2 separate regions of the Pan paniscus genome follow, and region 2 is linked to region 1. A link is a contact called in public Hi-C data. All regions are on one chromosome and are shown on one strand. The core of a region is the stretch at or near the end of the contact, and the rest is flanking DNA. Distances in the headings are between cores, read along the strand shown.

The links. Hi-C and Micro-C count contacts between places; a contact is called where the count stands out from the background.
Region 2: a contact with region 1 is called in a Hi-C map of induced pluripotent stem cells, with 7 times the contacts expected there. The contact joins two enhancer-like sites. A contact is called at or near these places in 2 of 3 Hi-C or Micro-C datasets (fibroblasts and induced pluripotent stem cells).

What each region holds. Positions count from the first base shown.
Region 1 is chr21:42,993,244-42,997,204 of NHGRI_mPanPan1-v2.0_pri, reverse strand. No RefSeq gene overlaps it. Among named protein-coding and RNA genes, the nearest start is that of GHRH, 9.5 kb to the right of the region's middle. Within about 2 kb of position 1,849, at least 1 of the 2 cell types and tissues checked has open chromatin away from gene starts, as enhancers often do.
Region 2 is chr21:43,260,455-43,264,415 of NHGRI_mPanPan1-v2.0_pri, reverse strand. No RefSeq gene overlaps it. Among named protein-coding and RNA genes, the nearest start is that of BLCAP, 7.0 kb to the right of the region's middle. Within about 2 kb of position 2,220, at least 1 of the 2 cell types and tissues checked has open chromatin away from gene starts, as enhancers often do.

The DNA.
Region 1 (3,961 bases), core at 600-3,099:
GACAAACTTGACCTGACCCTTTCGTAGTCCTGGGATTTCACAGCGAACAAAGCCCCACAGGCGGGGCCTCTGGCGTTGGTAGCAAAACCTGACAACTCCAATGACTGGGGAACAGCGACATCTCCCGGCTGTCTGAGGCCATGGCCCTCCTACCTGATCAGAGTCCCGGGCATTTAGACACCAGGGTGCCTAATGCCTTTAGAATCCTCACAGATTTTAGCCTTTGATTCAATTGGTCCAGAGTGGAGCCTGACATTCTGCATTCCTAACAAGCCCCCAGGTGCTGTCAATACTGCTGGTCTATGGACCACACTTTGATTAGAAAGCTTTAGAGGGCTCAAAGATTTGGTCCCAGGCATCCCAAGGGTCTCAGGAAAGGAGACAATTTTCTGCATATAAAATTATAAAATCACTCAACCACAGGCAAGGCCTGGGAGGGAGGATGCTTCTTGAAGAGATGGCCTCCAAGGGGGCTTTTGAAGTATGGTCATATCTTCACCAGGGAAAGGTTACCCGAGGATCAGCTGGGGACAGCCTCCTATGCAGCAGGCTTGGCACCCGCACCAAATCTACCAACTCAAAAAACAACCTGGTTAGTGTGCCTAATTGACTTGTGGCAGGCCCAAAGATTCCAAGCAAGGTGAATGTTTAAAATACTCACGGGCCAGGTGCAGTGGCTCACACCTGTAATCCCAGCGCTTTGGGAGGCCAAGGCAGGCAAATCACTTGAGGTCAGGAGTTCAAGACCAGCCTGGCCAACATGGTGAAACCCTGTCTCTACTAAAAATACAAAAATTAGCTGGACATGGTGGCTTGTGCCCATAGTCTCAGCTACTTGGGAGGCTGAGGCAGGATAATTGCTTGAACCTGGAAGGCGGAGGTTACAGTGGGCAGAGATCACGCCACTGCACTCCAGCCTGGGTGACAGAACGAGACTGTCTTAAAAAAAAAAAAAATTAGTGCCGGGTGCGGTGGCTCATGCCTGTAATCCCAGCACTTGGGGAGGCTGAGGTGGGTGGATCACCTGAGGTTGGGAGTTCGAGACCAGCCTGGCCAACATGGTGAAATCCCATCTCTACTAAAAACACAAAATTAGTCTGGCATGGTGGTGCATGCCTGCAATCCCAGCTACTGGGGAGGCTGAGGCAAGAGAATCGCTTGAACTCGGGAGGTGGAGGTTGCTGTGAGCTGAGATCATGCCATTGCACTCCAGCCTGGGCAACAAGAGCTAAACTCCATCTCAAAAGAAAAAAAAATTAAAATACTCGTGGGAGTAACATTTCCAAGGAACCCAGAGTTGCTTCATTGATTTGCTAAGTACAATCAACCTCATCTCTTCATTAAAAGAGCTCTTCTAATGACTTTCCCAGATGCAGACTTTTTGAGAAAGAAATGAAGCTCTGAGCTGCCATCCAATCACAGGCCCTTCTGTTTGGGTAGGACCCTGTGAAGCAGGGGAAAGGACCACATCATCTCCATTTTACAGAAGAGGAAACTGACACTCAGGGAGGTTAAGTGACTTTGCCTGAAGCCACCTAGCAAGCCCACACCACTTAAACCTGGTATCCTCTGACACAGTACCCGGGAGCACTCAGACACCTGCTGCTGCTGATGCCACAAAAACAGGCCTAGAAGGGCAAGTGGGGAGGGTCAAGAGAATCTGGGAGTCTGGGGTCCAGGCCTCTGGATCCTTGCACAGTGGCCTTGGACTGGGAACACTGCCATCAACCAGGGAGGGGGATGAAAGCAGCTTTTACAAAGCAGGGTCTGAGGTCCTCAGACAGGCCCCCTTTGTGGACTTCCTTTCCCTCCCCACCCCCATGCCGGCTGCCAGTAGCATCGCCCTCATTGAATGGCTGGCTTGCACACACTGGAAATTTGCAACACAAATGCACGGCTTGTCTCCCTCTCCACAGAGCCTCACTGCCCCAGACTTTTGGGGCCTTTTAAAATCTGCCTTTCTCTGGGGTACTTTCTTTCTTCAGCTCAAGCCCCCAGCCCTAGATGCAGCCACAATCACTAATTAACGCTGGGTTAAAACACGTCCTGGGAAAGTGAGCTGGGCGGCCACCGAGGCATTCTCATCATCACTCGGAGGACAAGGACAAGGCGGTGGTGGGAATCGGTGGAAGGGGCTGGGTTTTCATTCTCCGGGTTCTTTCTGGCTCCCCATCCTCCCCCACCCCCCGCCCCACTATGCTCTTTCTCAGTGGGTTTGAGAATTTACTGCAAATAAAGCCTGTCACCAAGATGGCTCCCAGCCTTCCCCGCCACCAGGCTGCCACCAAGCTGCCCGTTTTTTCAGAGCTCAGCTCTGAAAAACTACAATAACTGCTACCATTTGCCAAGACACTTACATATCAGACACCAACATGCATATTTCTTTTTCTTTCTTTCTTTTTGTGGAGACGGGGGTCTCACTGTGTTGCCCAAGCTGGTCTCGAACTCCTGGGCTCAAGCAACCTGCCTGCCTCTGCCTCCCAGTGTTGGGATTACAGGTGTGAGCCACCGCATCCGGCCAAGCATATTTCTGGTTCTCACAACAACCTGGAGTGGTAGTTCTTATCACCTCCATTGTACAGATGTAGTAACTGAGGCTCAGAGAGATTAAGGGATTGACCTTGCCTAGAATCTCACATGGGGCAAATGGCAGAGTTGGTTTCAAATCCAAATCCATTTGCCCCCTAAACCTGTGCTCCCATTTTAAGCTTCTCCCTACTCCTGTCTGATGATGAACTCCTGGGTTTACATGACTTCTCCCTTCTCTCGATTCTTGGAACATTTACACTGATACTGTGTCCCTCTCTGCATTTATACTGATACTGTGTCCCTCTCTGGATCTACCTGCCCAGGGTAATGATTCAGCTTCCTCCTGTAGCTCTTTGAAGACAAGCACTGTGTCCAAACACTCTGCGTTCCTCATAGCACCCAGAAGATGCTATGCAGAGGGGAGAGAGCCACCCCACTCCCCTAACTGCAGAAAAGGGACCAAGCACCTCGGAGATGGACAGCTAATCCAGCAAGCTCTACGTGGGCCTAATTAGTTGCTTAAGAGGGGTTTGTGGGATGAGGAAATAAATGCTCATTTAAGAAATTCGGGGGCAGACCCCCATCGCTGCTGGGGGGAAAGTCAATGGTACAGCCATTGTGGAAAAGACTGGCAGTTTCTTAAAAAGCTAAACCCTCATTATATGACCCAGTGATTCCCCTCCTAGGTACCCACCCAAGATTAATGAAAACATGTTCACACAAGGTCTCCTACTGAAATATTCATAGCAGTTCAGGCAGGGTGACTCACACCTGTAATCTCAACACTTTGGGAGGCCGAGGTGGGAGGATCACTTGGACCCAAGAGTTTGATAGAGAGAGACCCTGGGCAATATAGAGAGACCCCATTGCTACAAAAAAATTTTTTTAAATTAGCTGGGCGCAGCGGATCACGCCTGTGGTCCCAGCTACTCAGGAGGCTGAGGTGGGAGGATCACTTGAGCACAGGAAGTCAAGGCTGCAGCGAGCTGAGATTGTGCCACTGCACTCCAGCCTATGTGGCAGCAAGACCCTGTCTCAAAAAAAAAAAGTTCGTAGCAGCATAATTCATAGTAGCCCCAAACTGGAATCAACCCAAATGTCCATCAAGGCGAATGGGTAAACAAACAGTCATACATCCATACAATGGAATAAAAAGGAACAAACTATTAATACCTGGATCAACATGGATGAAGGTCAAACATTATGCTGAGTGAAAGAAGCCTGACACCAAAAAGTGCGTATTTTATTTGATTTATTATGATTTACTCATCATATAAAAGATTCCATTTATAGGAATTTCCTACCAAGGAAAAACTGTAAGACAGCAGATTAGGGGTTGCCTAGGGCAGGGGGCAAGAGTGGAGACTGAGAGCAAATGGGCTAGAGGGAATTTTTGGAGGGACAGAAGCATTCCAAAACAGGATTGTGGCAA
Region 2 (3,961 bases), core at 971-3,470, 270 kb before region 1:
CAATGGATTGATTTTGTTACTGGTGGTGAATCCATATGGGTCTGCAGCAACTTCAGTTCTTGCCTCCTCAGAAGACAGAACTCAATCCAGGTGGCATAAGTGAGAAACCAAGGCAAGTTTCCAGAGCAGGAGTGAAAGTTTTGTAACTGCCCAAGGGGTTCACCTTGCCTGCTGCCTAGACAGAACCGATATCAAGACACAGGAATTGAAATTGAGAAAATAATTCACGCGGAGCCAGCTGTGCGGGAGACCGGAGTTTTATTATTACTCAAATCAGTCTCCCCGAGCATTTGGGGAGCAGTTTTTAAGGATAGCTTGATAGGTGGGGGGAAGCCAGTGAGCCAAGAGTGCTGATGGGTCAGAGATGAAATCACAGGGAGTCGGAGCTGTCTTCTTGGGTTCAGTCAGTTCCTGGGTGGGGGCCACACGATCAGATGAGCCAGTTTATTGATTTGAGTGGGGCCAGCTGATCCATCAAGTGCAGGGTCTGCAAAATATCTCAAGCATTGATCTCAAGAGTTCAGAATCTTGAGCCTCCAGCTGCATGACTCCTAAACCATAATTTCTAATCTTGTGGCTAATATTAGTCCTACAAAGGCAATCTAGTCTCCAGGCAAGAAGGAAGTCTGCTTTGGGAAAGGGCTGGTACCATCTTTGTTTAAACTATAAACCATAAACTAAGTTTCTCCCAAAGTTAGTTCGGCCTACACCCAGGAATGAACAAGGACAGCTTGGAGGTTCGAAGCAAGAGTCTGTTAAATTGGATCTCTTTCACTGTCTCAGTCATAATTTTGCAAAGGTGGTTTCAGGTTATTAAAAAGCTTTAGAGCAGGAATGAAAGGAAGTAAAGTACACTTGGAAGGGGGCCAAGCTGGTGACTTGAGAGAGTCAAGTGTGTGGTTTGACCTTTGACTTGGGGTCTTATACGTTGGCATGCTTCTGGAGTTGCGTTACTTCTCCCCTGATTCTTCCCTTGGGGTGGGCTGTCTGCATGCACAGGGGCCTGCCCACACTTGGGACGGGCCGCATGCGCAGTGTGTTTACTGCAGTTGTACACATGCTCACTTGAGGCGTTCTTCCCTTACCATTCGAGTGTTCCTAGAAGACCACATACCACTTAAACCCCACCATTTTGCCTCATAGTGCGCATTCTTGAGCCCACTCACCCAACTCCTGTAATCTTATCAGGAAGCTGCTGATCACCAGTTTCAGGTGTTTCAGTCTACCACCTTTTCTGACGCCAGCTGCAACCAATTACTATTTTAGAGAGACAGTTTTAACAACCACCTGACCATCACCTGATGGTCGCCTGAGAATCCTGGTGGGTGGGGAGGCAGGGGGAAGAGCTCTCCTGCCCTGACCATGTCTGACTATCTACCTACTGAACAATTTAACCCATCAGCAAGTCCTGACAGCCCTGCCTCCAAAGAAAGTCACAAACTAGCCTACTTTCCTATATCACCACTGCCTTCATGCTTAACCAGGCTACCACCACCCAGACCTGCCTCCACCTCCCCACCACCTCCCCACTTCCTCTCTCGCTCTCCAATCCATTTACATCAGCTACAGTGATCTTTTAAAAATGGAAGTCGTGGCCAGGAACGGTGGCTCACGTCTGTAATCCCAGCACTTTGGGAGGCCGAGGTGGGTGGATCACCTGAGGTCAGGAGTTTGAGACCAGCCTGAAGTCTGGCCAACATGGGGAAACCCCGTCTCTACTAAAAAAATACAAAAAATTAGCTGGGCATGGTGGCAGGCACCTATAATCCCAGCTACTCATGAGGTTGAGGCAGTAGAATCGCTTGAACCCGGGAGGTGGAGGTTGCAGTGAGCCGAGATTGCACCATTGCACTCCAGCCTGGGCAACGAGAGCGAGACTCAGTCTCAAAAAAAAAAGCAAGTCAGATCAGATCACTTTCCTCTTTAAAACCTCCCACTGACCCTCCCATTTCTTTAGGAGGATTTAGATGGACTGGAGAGCAAGAGAAGAAGTGGGAAGAGGTGGTGAGGAGGTGGAGGCTGGTGTCTGGGTGGTGGTGGCTTGGTCAAGCATGAAGGCAGTGGTGATATAAGAAGATGGGCTAGGTTGTGACTTATTTTGGAGGCAGGGCTGTCAGGACTTGCTGATTGGTTAAATCAGTCAGCCTAAGCTGTGAACTAAAACAGTTCACACAGCTTTCAGTGTCTGGCACATGGTAAGAGCGTGATATATAGTTATTGCTTGTACTATTAATAGGTTGATGGAAGTTTAGTAAGATCAGGCAGTTCCCCATTTTACCATTAGGTGTCACCACAGACCTGGCTAAAATAGCACACTTGCTTCCCATCTGAGAAAGCCCTGAGAAGTGTGGAACAAAAGGGCCTTAGAGTTGGGAACATTTCCCAAGGTCAGGAAAGTAGGTCAGGGATTTAAACCCAGTTGTCCTGACACCTTAAAAGCCATAGTGGGGAGAGGCCCTCCCTGCCAGGGCTCCCACAGTGCCTCCAGTCCCCAGGATAATTTTACATATTTGTAACAATAGGTAATTAAGGGTACTAACTGTAACCCGTGCTAGTCTTTTATTTTTTGAGATGGAGTTTTGTTCTTGTTGCCCAGGCTGGAATGCAATGGTGTGATCTCTGCTCACTGCAACCTCTGCCTCCTGGATTCAAGTGATTCTCCTGCCTCAGCCTCCCTAGTAGCTGGGATTACAGGCATGCATCACCACACCCGGCTAATTTTTGTATTTTTAGTAGAGACGGGGTTTCACCATATTGGCCAGGCTGGTCTCGAACTCCTGACCTTAGGTAATCCACCTGCTCTGGCCTCCCAAAGTGCTGGGATTACAGGTGTGAGCCACTGCACCCAGCCAACCAGTGTTATTCTAAGCATTTTATAATACAAACTCATTGAATTCCCACAAATGATCACATGAGGTAGAGTCAAATGTGTCCCCATTTCACAGATGGAGAAACTGAGGGAGAGAGAGGTTTATTAACTTGCTCAATGACATACAGCCAGTAAATGTAGAATGGAAATGAACCCTTGCATTCTGGCTGCAGTCTGCGCCATCCTGGAGCTTACTCCATTCTCTGGTCACCTTGGTAATAATGTTTTTTATCCCTTTTAAAATCTTTTGATATCACATAGCTTCCTTAGTGCTTTAACATTTAACTATTGTTCCATTACAGGTAGAATTTCCTGAATATATAAGTATTGGTAAGGAGATAATGTTGATTTTTTTTTAAAGTAATTGTCAAGCAGACTGATGTATAGGAAAGTAAGTATTGTGATTTCACAAAACATTGTTCTATTCATAACATAACCATTTCCTGATTCTTTATCATTTAGCCCCAAATTTGCCATCCAGTCCCAACTGAATTCCATAGACCTGGTTACCAGCTGAATCAGAGACTTGGAGGATACATGACAAAGGGAGGAGCTCGGTCTAGCCTTTCAATCATTCACTTATTCATTCAACAGTTACCGTCTCTTCCTTCCTACCAGACCCAAAATGAACCCTGCCCTCCAAGAGCTCACGATCTCATGGGGGTTAACAGACAGAAAATGCACATGCATTGGCATTGCGTAATTGCCCATCTCTCCAGACTATCTGTAGTGTCTTTTTAGAAAACATCTATATATTCTTTTTTTTTTTTTTTTTTTGAGATAGGGTCTCCCTCTGTCACCCAGGCATTGTCACCAGGCACTGCACCCAGAGTGCAGTGCCATGATCATGACTCACTTGCAGCCTCAACTTCCCGGACTCAAGCAATCCTCCCACTTCAGCCTCCCAAGTAGCTAGGACCACAGATGCGCACCACCACGCCCAGCTAATTTTTTTATTTTTATTTTTTGTAGAGACAAGGTTTCACCATGTCGCCCAGGCTGGTCTCAAACTCCTGAGCTCAAGTGATTCACCTGCCTCGGCCTCCCAAAGTGTTGGGATTAGAGGCACAAGCCACTGTGCCCAGCTCTTAT